Regions from separate parts of the Zea mays genome. Here regions 1 and 2 are each linked to region 3. The links are chromatin contacts, called in public Hi-C maps. All regions are on one chromosome and are shown on one strand. The core of a region is the stretch at or near the end of the contact, and the rest is flanking DNA. Distances in the headings are between cores, read along the strand shown.

Evidence for each region. A called contact is a pair of places that touch in the nucleus more often than the background predicts.
Region 1: a Hi-C map of leaf shows a contact between it and region 3, with 5 times the contacts expected there. The contact joins the promoter of LOC100382204 here to the enhancer-like site in region 3. A contact is called at or near these places in 4 of 25 Hi-C or Micro-C datasets (bundle sheath, ear and leaf).
Region 2: a contact with region 3 is called in a Hi-C map of leaf, with 4 times the contacts expected there. The contact joins the promoter of LOC100304245 here to the enhancer-like site in region 3. A contact is called at or near these places in 2 of 25 Hi-C or Micro-C datasets (ear and leaf).

The regions. Positions count from the first base shown.
Region 1 is chr2:201,848,522-201,851,440 of Zm-B73-REFERENCE-NAM-5.0, forward strand. LOC100382204 (putative cytochrome P450 superfamily protein) reads left to right here and starts at 1,516. Exons shown (of 2, transcript NM_001174963.1): 1 at 1,516-2,413; 2 at 2,517-2,919. The coding sequence starts at 1,535.
Region 2 is chr2:201,512,616-201,515,914 of Zm-B73-REFERENCE-NAM-5.0, forward strand. LOC100304245 (Kinesin-like protein KIN-7G) reads right to left here and starts at 1,884. Exons shown (of 14, transcript NM_001165690.2): 1 at 1,658-1,884; 2 at 1,106-1,294; 3 at 916-1,005; 4 at 704-804; 5 at 463-576; 6 at 281-362; 7 at 99-166; 8 at 1-14. The coding sequence starts at 1,271.
Region 3 is chr2:201,642,716-201,645,589 of Zm-B73-REFERENCE-NAM-5.0, forward strand. No RefSeq gene overlaps it. Among protein-coding and RNA genes, the nearest start is that of LOC103647611, 41 kb to the right of the region's middle. Within about 2 kb of position 1,441, at least 15 of the 20 cell types and tissues checked have an H3K27ac peak or open chromatin away from gene starts, as enhancers often do. A contact at or near this core is called in bundle sheath, ear and leaf, where this site is marked.

The DNA of each region.
Region 1 (2,919 bases), core at 266-2,765, 210 kb after region 3:
CACTTGGTGCTTGCACGCACTATGGTTGTGCTCGGAGTGGCTTGTACTCTTGTGATATCATGCCAATTGCATTTGTGGTGTGGCTGCTATATTGTACTAGAGGGAACTAGTCTCATGCAGTTTCGGCCAAAACTTGATTGTGAATACGCTAGGGAGTGGTTTGGAAAAGGCTGTTCTAGAGACCAACTTGCACATGGGAAAAGCTTGAGACCATCCATAGAGTTCACCGAATGAGAGTTAGGCTCTTGCATAGGCATCCTTGTGATGCGTTCCAAGGAGGATAGGGAAAACTTTCATGCTTCTTGATATCTTAATAAAAAATATTGACAACGTTAAATGAGAGCTTAGATCTGTACTGTCCTTTAAGCTTTCGTGACTATATTATATACCTTGGTGGTGAAGATGTTGTTGCTGCTAATGGTACAAAGTCATTAATAAGTGACTGAGGAAGAGCTCAAAGTAGATGATGATGAATGCGCCGAGACATAGCACTGCTTGACTTTGATGGAAGACGACCATTGTGGAAGTTAGGAGCAATCGTCTCCCTCCTCTCCAGATGCAATAGATGGAGAGACTACGATGATGGCGCAACAACCAAAAGAGACAAAATCCTAACTACATACGAGAGGAGTCTAGGGCTTCATATGAGAGAAGAACACTTTACGGGTTTTCACCTCCAAGACTGACATTGGCACTTGCCTCAATTACCACCAGGGACTTAGGATCCTCATCCTCTCTCGTCATGAAGAGCTTCCACAACAAGCTTAATAAAATTGAGTTCAAGTTAGAGAACATGTGGCGCTCTTTTCATCATCAAAATTTACCATAAAAAATTCTTTGAATTTACCGAAAACAAAATAGGCCCATGAAGCCCAATAGGGTGGATCGCCTGCCGTGTTTGTAAAAATCGTTAAAATAAGAGGTGGAAGGGATTCGAGCCATGGTCTGCTACTCTGCTTGGGTAAAAGACGTAGGTGCACTTGTGTTGTACAATAGATTTTATATTGTAAAGATATATAACCTATAAATTTTAAAAATATAATCGTACTTTATCCATTTCGTACTCGCATTGATCCTACTATGGTGAATTGGGAGCTTGTTATATTATGAACTTGCTAACTTTTGAACTTCAAGTCTATGAACTTATGATATTCATTAATTTGTAATATTGTGAACTTGAAAAAATAGTATGAATTATGAATTTGTTATATTGTGAATACTGAACTTATGATCTTTGTCAACTTTGTTATATTGAGATAACTTTATGTTGATAAATATCGATTGAATTTTAGATTTCGATTGTTATAGTTATATTTTCCGTACCAAACCTCCCTTTTCGATATTTTCAAAATACTGATACCATTTTTTGTCTCTAGAGTTACTGTTTTTGTTTTATTTTCAATAAAAATATATAAACATAAATAGTTTTTTTATTTACTGACCGTTTTTCATCTCTAGCCCAAAGCCGAACAAAATCCAGTCTTTTCCCCGCAGCAATAGACTGGTCACCACTCACGAGAGCAGAAAACAAACAATGCCTCTTTACCTGCTCGCCGCCGGCGCGCTTATTGTCTTCCTCTACGTTATCAACAACCGCAGGAGCAGCAAGCTCCCGCCGTCTCCGCCGTCGCTACCACTGATCGGCCACCTTCACCTCATCGGCCGCCTCGCGCACCGATCCTTGCTAGAGCTGCAGCTTCGCTATGGCGGCGGCGGCGGTCTCCTCTTCCTGCAACTCGGGCGTAGGCCGACCTTGGTCGTGTCCACTGCGGCCGTGGCCGCGGATCTGTTCAAGAACCACGACCTCGCCTTCGCCTCCCGCCCACGCAGCGTGGGAGGGGATAAGCTGATGTATGGGTGCAGCAACGTGTCGTTCGCGCCTTACGGCGAGAACTGGCGCCGGGGCAAGAAGATCGCGGTGGTCCACCTCCTCTCTCCGCGGCGCGTGGAATCTTTCGCGCCCGTACGGGTTGCCGAGGTAGCCGCGCTCGTCGCACGGACACGCCGCACCGCGGAGGCTGGGGAGGCCGTGGAGATGAGGGAGCTCCTGTACGGCTACACCAACGCGGTGGTCACCCGCGCGGCCACCGGTGCCGCTGGGGCAACAGCAGAGAAGCTGAAACAGCTGATGGGGAACTCCGCAGCGCTGATGGCGGGCTTCCAACCCGAAGACGTGCTGCCGGACGCACCGGCGAGGTTTGTGAGATGGGCGACGGGCCTCGATAAGAAGATCGAAGACATGGCCGAGGCGTGGGACAAGTTCCTGTCCGATATAGTGGCCGCACACAAGGAAAAGGGGTGTGGCGACGCAGGGGAGGAGGCTGAGGACTTCTTGGATGTCTTGCTCCGGCTGCGGGAAGAAGGCGCAGATGGGCTCGAGCTCACAGACGATCGCATCAAAGCTACCATCGAGGTTATCTTCGCAGAAACGCTCTTCCAGTATCTCATCAAGAAATGTTTACTGCCGATAATCCAATATTGTTCATCTCATCCGTACTCGATTCTTGAGTCTGCAGGACATGATAGCTGCTGCAACTGAAACATCATCCCAAACGCTGGAATGGACCATGGCCGAACTCATTGCCAACCCGCGGGTGATGAGCAAGCTCCAAGGCGAGATAGCGCGAGTCGTCAGCGCCGATCAGACGACCATCGCTGAACCGGACCTGAACAAAATGGAGTACCTGAGGGCAGTGTTCAAAGAGGTGCTTCGGCTCCACCCACCAGCGCCGCTCCTCGTCCCGCACGAATCAACAACGCCCGCGGTTGTGCAGGGCTACGAGATTCCGGCCAAGACGGCGCTCTTCGTCAACGTGTGGGCCATCGGGCGGGACCCTGCTGTGTGGGACGCACCGGACGAGTTCCGCCCAGAGCGGTTCGTGGGCGGCAGTCCCTCGGTGGACTTCAGAGGGACCGACT
Region 2 (3,299 bases), core at 634-3,133, 130 kb before region 3:
GAACTCTCGATCGTCTGCAACTTACACAAGTTTTTTAGAACAAAAACTAATTTCTGCTAAAACATCCGCACATCATTCAGTACTATACAAGGGCCAACCAATCTGAGTATCTGATGAGATCTGGAGCTCGCTTCATTCATAGAAGTTTCCCCGATCTGTCTTTGAGCTATCCTAGGCACACAGAGGATTAGTGCACTAGAAGTAACCTAACGAGATGCTTCTTGCAATCTCATTTCTTCGAATGGAAAACGGAAAAGAAAACGAAACTTTGGTTTAGCACCTTCACACACTGCAAGGAGCTCCAAGAGATGGCCTTTGTCCTTGAGAGTTTCCTCGGTGAGTTTCTCTACCACAGTTCCTTTCTGACCAGATCAAGAATGGCACACATGTAGATAAACATGAGCTTGACATACACGTAAGAAATTTGCATCCTTTTTTAGGTAACCTTCAAGAGCAGTTCACCTCTGGATCATCCAGTAGCCTTAGTTGTGTTGCATCAGGTCTTAAGAGATCCCTCACGGCTTCGTTGTATATCTCCATCGCCGAAAATTTCAGGACGAATTCCCTCTCGGGATGCTGCAGGAGACCAGAAGAGAACGTTGGAGTCGAGCGAGAAATCACAACAAAATAGAAAAAAGTGACACGTGATTTGATTCAGACAAAATCAAATGAACCGATAGTTGTGCAGCAGCCATCAGTCGACCTTGTCAATGTAGTCGTAGATGTCTGACATGCTGCGCTCCGTGATGCCGACCATCGTGTACGTCTTCCCGCTGCTCGTCTGACCGTACGCAAATATGCTTGCTGCCATGAAGAGGTTTCAGACAGAGAAGAAAATTTGTGTAAGAGAACAGTTGCATCTCAGTGCCGTGAAATATGTAATCGGTGTTGCTTCTGAAGAAGAAGCGTAGGTACAATTGATGCCGCTGAGCACCGACAGGGCCACCTGCTTAGCCCCTTCCTCGTACACCTGGCGCGTGCTGCACTTCGGGTTGAACACCCTGTCTGAAAAAGCGCGGAGGACAAGGAGAGCAACATGAATTTTTTATCTTTTGAAACGCGAGCGATGTAGCAGAGCGAGAAGGATGCATGCATTATCACCCACCGTAGGTGTAGGAGGCGGGGAACATGGCGCGCTCAGGGATGTTGCCGCGGAACATGAGGGTGGTCGTGCTCGTGCACTCCCAGTCGGAGCCATCACCGCGCTCCGCCTCTCGTGCGTTCACCGGCCGCAGTCGCACCGACACCAAGATCCGCTCCTCGCTAGCCATTTGCTCTACTCCGCGCTTGCTTGCTGTCGATCCAGCACGAAAACAAACAAGCATGCAATCTAACCCATTACTGGACGCTCACACGCATCACGCACGCACAACCAAAACAACATCGTGTCCATGCGTATCGGGTGCAGAATGCAGCGTGAGATAGCAACAGCGCCTGGCACAAGTAGAGGCCTGCTAGCAAGCAATGACCCAGAAAAAGAGTGCGGTCGATGCTGGCCGCGCGGGCGGCGACCGGCCTCCCCGCGCAGAGGTCGCGGTGGGATACGAGGCAGAAAGGGGCGCGTCACCACCAGCAGTCAACGACACGCTCCGTGCTCCATGCGTAGCAAGTGAAACCAATGCAGCATCCAAGACAAACAGAGGTCGATCGTCGTTACCTCCGGCAAGACGACGACGGTGGTTCGTGGGCTTGGTGAAAGCTATAGGATAATACAGGCGAAGCGCTTCCTCCTCCTCTCCTTCGCGCAAGGAAAGAGGAGGAGGAGAAGGAATGGAGCTGGCCGAGCGGGACAAGAAAAGATGACGGGTGGTTCCTTGGCTAGAAAACAAAAAAGTAAAAAAAGGAAAATCGTAGGGGAGGCATGCTGTTTTCTTCTTTTTTTTTAATTTTATACTATCTTAGGTGGACGCCAATCAATTATCGTAGTCTACGACGTTCACGGTGGACCTGCGTGTGAGCGGCGATGGCGGTGGTTGAGCGCATGGCGATGACCTCCTGCGGAAGCGGCAGCAAGAGCAGAGGCAGTTGCTAAATATAACCAGTCCGAAATTTTTTTATTAGGGAACTAGCATGGACGCTATTTTGGCCCTAAAGTGACTGACGTCCAGGTTGATGCCATGATCGAGGTTTCCTGCACCGCGATGTCTCTTTGTCGCTGCTCTCTCTGCTTCGTCTGTCCAATCGCGTGGCCCCGGTCCCGGCCCCGGCCCCGCATCGTGGATCGCCGGTCTGGCCTCGCCCTCGGCCCCGCGCGACGATTTCCACCCGGCCGGAGCTGGACGCGCGCACGCGCTCATTCGGGATGGCTCGTCGAAGTGGAGGAAGCTCCGCGACGACAAGGCGCAGTTCCTGGACCGACGCTTCGACCTGGACCATCCTCGCGTCCCAGACATTGCCCATCACAGTGCATCACTACAAGGCGTCAAGGCCTAGCTTCGTCGGCTTCTTCGAGCCGGAGAGCGCGCTTCACGTCCTTGTCCGGTACCATGTCATTTTTTTGGCATACATCTGGCGCGAGATCAGCGACACGACGAACGCGAGCCAGGTCGTGCTGACACGTACATCATCGTCAGCTGGAACGATCACTTCTTTGTGCTCAAGGTGGAGAGCAACTTAATAACATCGACATGCCCGGCGGGCGGCTGCACGAGAGAGTCCTTCCTATCTAAATTTATGGTTTCTTTCTTGTCAATCTAAGAAAGAAAATTAGATTGGCTCTTCTGTGTTCATCTCCTTCTTCGAGTCAATTTGTTTTATTGTCAGTGTTACGATTTTATTGTTTGGGTGGAACCAAGATGAGATTAACGAACTCATGAAATTGCTTTAGTGTACCCACTGCTATTGGAATTCACTAGTGCTACAACATACAATAAATGAATGCAAGATGTAAGCCGCTCAAGTAGTGCCACAAGATAAAAAAAGTCGGGTGGTAGGAAAAGGCTACCCCACCTTGTTATATTAATAAGAAGCTCAATCATAACCTCGACCAAATAAGGTCACGAAAGTTTCTATAGGCAAATTTTACTCGTGCTTTGAGCACTCTCAGCTCCTACACGAGGATCCACCAGTTTATAGGTCAGTCTATCTCTTGACTCACAACCAGGAGAACTAGCAAGTTGCCTTTTTTTTAATCTCTGTCTAAAATTCATCTCTACTAGGATTCGAATTCAGAACCTAAGGAGTGCTACTCATAACACCTAATCAACTCAACTAGAGACCCTTTCGCAGTTTAGATGGCTAAGGAGACCCCTACATTGGATGTTTAGATGATAGTTAAAAGTATTGAATATAGTCTAATT
Region 3 (2,874 bases), core at 191-2,690:
ACAACTATTGTCTGTCGAAGTTCTTGCTCTCTCCTCGGTGTTCCCTTAGGGCTATTTTGGTCCCTCTAATCCCCCTCAATTCCCTTGCCACCAAACTCGCCCTGATGGTGGTATCTACGGAAATTTGTTGGCTAAATGTTGTAATTGCTTGTGGGTTAGCGGCAGAACGTTCCTAACTTAATGTACTCATATTTTGGCTATCAAAGTTCTCTGAAATTGCTAGGGACAGTTGCAGAGTGCTGACGATTTCAGAGCCTCGAAGAAGAAGATCATCGGCTGCTACGCGATGCTTGGATCTGAAAGAAAAAACAAGAAGCAGTCGCAATCGTTGCCACAACATCAACATCACGGTTAGGGGTAGTAATAGACCATGATCTAATATTTCTTTACAATAAGTTAGGGCCTAGTTAAAAATGAATAGAAATAAAGTCCGATCTTAATCTAATTCGATATTGAAATTTTAGGGCTAGTTTGGGAACTCCGTTTTCCCACGAGATTTTCATTTTCCCAAGGGAAATTAGTTCATTTTTCTTTGAGAAAATAGGAATACCTTGGGAAAATATAGTTCCCTAGTTTGGAAACTATATTTTCCCATTGGATTTCTATTTTTCATGGGAAAATGAACTAATTTCTCTTACGCCCCGTTTGGATCATTGGAATTGAATTCCATTCTAATAATAATAATTTAGGCATATATCATTTAAGCTAATTCAGTTTTATATAAAATATATTTGTATATTATTATTAGAAAGATGTTGGAGATATTTATGTGCTATATTTTTAGTATAGAGGAGTGAAACGAAGAATGTCACATAAGTTACAGAGTAGAAACAAATTCTACTACTGTATAAAATCATTTCCCATCCCCCACCCCATTAATTTGAGATAGACTAATATCTGAACTTTGAAAAATGGTGGAATGTCAAATTTCAAACTAAATAAGTTATTTTATTGAGTGAATTCTAATTCCTCTAAAATAAAGCGATCCAAACGCCCCGTTAGGAAAATGGAAATCCCTTGGAAAAATATGGTTCCCAAACTGGCCCTTATAGCGTAAAATCACCCCCTAATCATGTTAACAACCGGAGACATCAGACCATAGCGCAGAACAGTCGTGCACGTAAAAAAAATCTGCATATGCCGCCCCCACTAAACGACATCTCTGATCGGTCGAATTTCCAATGGATGAAGTAGCCACCGATAGCAATCGACAAACAGCTTGCTTTGGTTGTTTCGCAACCCCCAACCAGGCCTGGATGACATTTCGTCACTTTGACTTTAGCACAACGTCCATATACTGCCACGTAGATTATTTTATATTTTTTGTGAAGACGTCTTCGTCGCCTCGCCTCGGGCCCTCGGCCCTTGTATGAACCGTGGCTTCTCGCCGATCCCTATCGGATCGAGTGAGGAAGCCTCTATCTCCATTGCACGCCGACGAACACTGCTCCGCTCCTTGCCGCACCGTGACCACTGACGAGCGCACCACCGGACCAACCGACCAAGCCCCACATCGTTGCCCCACGCTGAGTGGAGACAAAAATATATGAGATGGACAAGCAGATAAGACCGAGAGCCTGAATCAACTACAGATGCCAGAAAGAGATATCGATGGGACTTTTTCACTCTGGCTTTGTTGAATAAGTAATGGTCATGAGGAAACAACCTTGGTGTTATTTGAAGCCGACAAAGAAAGGTTAGGGTCCACTATGCGCACCTGGACGGCCTTTGATCTACACACGCTTCTGCAGTCCCATGAGGGACTAGTGTCTCTGGAGGAACCCTTTTTAGAAGAGGAAACCACAGTCATCATTAAAGACCTCCCCCTTAACAAATCACCGGGGTCCGGATGGATCCAGCACGGATTTTATTAACAAATATTGGCAAGTAATAGCTCCAGATTTCTTCGATCTTTGTAAGAGCTTTCATGAAGAAGTCATCTGTACTTAGAGCATAAATGGATCCTTCATAACACTGATCCCCAAAAAGATACACCTTTGACTGTAAATGATTACATGCCAATATCTCTGCTGAACTCTAGCTTCAAAGTACTAACCAAGCTACTGGCCAACAGACTACAAAAAGTTATCACCCGTGTCATTCACAAAAACCAATATGGCTTCATCAAGGAAAGGACAATTCAGGACCGCTTGGTATGGTCATTTGAATACTGTGCAAGCACACACACAAAAAAAAAAGAAATGGTGATCCTGAAGCTAGACTCCGAAAAGGCTTTTGACACAATAGAACATGAGGCTATCTCTCAAGTGCATCTTCACAAAGGCTTCGGTACCAAATAGAGAAATTGGGTCAAGATGATCATGGATTCATGAACATCGGTTGTTCTTCTCAATGGAGTTCCTCGCAAGCAATTTCAATGCAAGCGAGGGGTTAGGCAAGGTGACCCGTTGTCGCCTCTCCTATTTGTCCTGGCAACAGACCTGCTTTAATCCATAGTTAATAAAGCAAAGGACTTGGGCCTCCTTCACCTCCCTCTCCAGCAAAGATGTGGACAGGATTTCCTAATTATCCAATATGCAGACGACACTATAATGGTTCTAGAAGCCTGTCCTAGACAACTTTTTTTCTTGAAAGAAATATTGAATCCCGTTGTAGACTCCATAGGCTTGAGAGCCTACTCTCAGAAATCTAACATATACCCCATTAGCGTGCATGCTGCGAAAATGGAGCTCCTTGCAAAAACCTTTCAATGTCAGATTGGAACACTGCCTTTTACTTATCTGGGTCTACCTATGGGGCTAACAAAACCAAAAATAGATGCTTTACTCCCAATGATACAAAAAATTGAGAGGAGGATGTCATCAACATCTCAGTTTCTGTCGCAAGCTGGTCGGTTGCAAATGGTTAACTCAT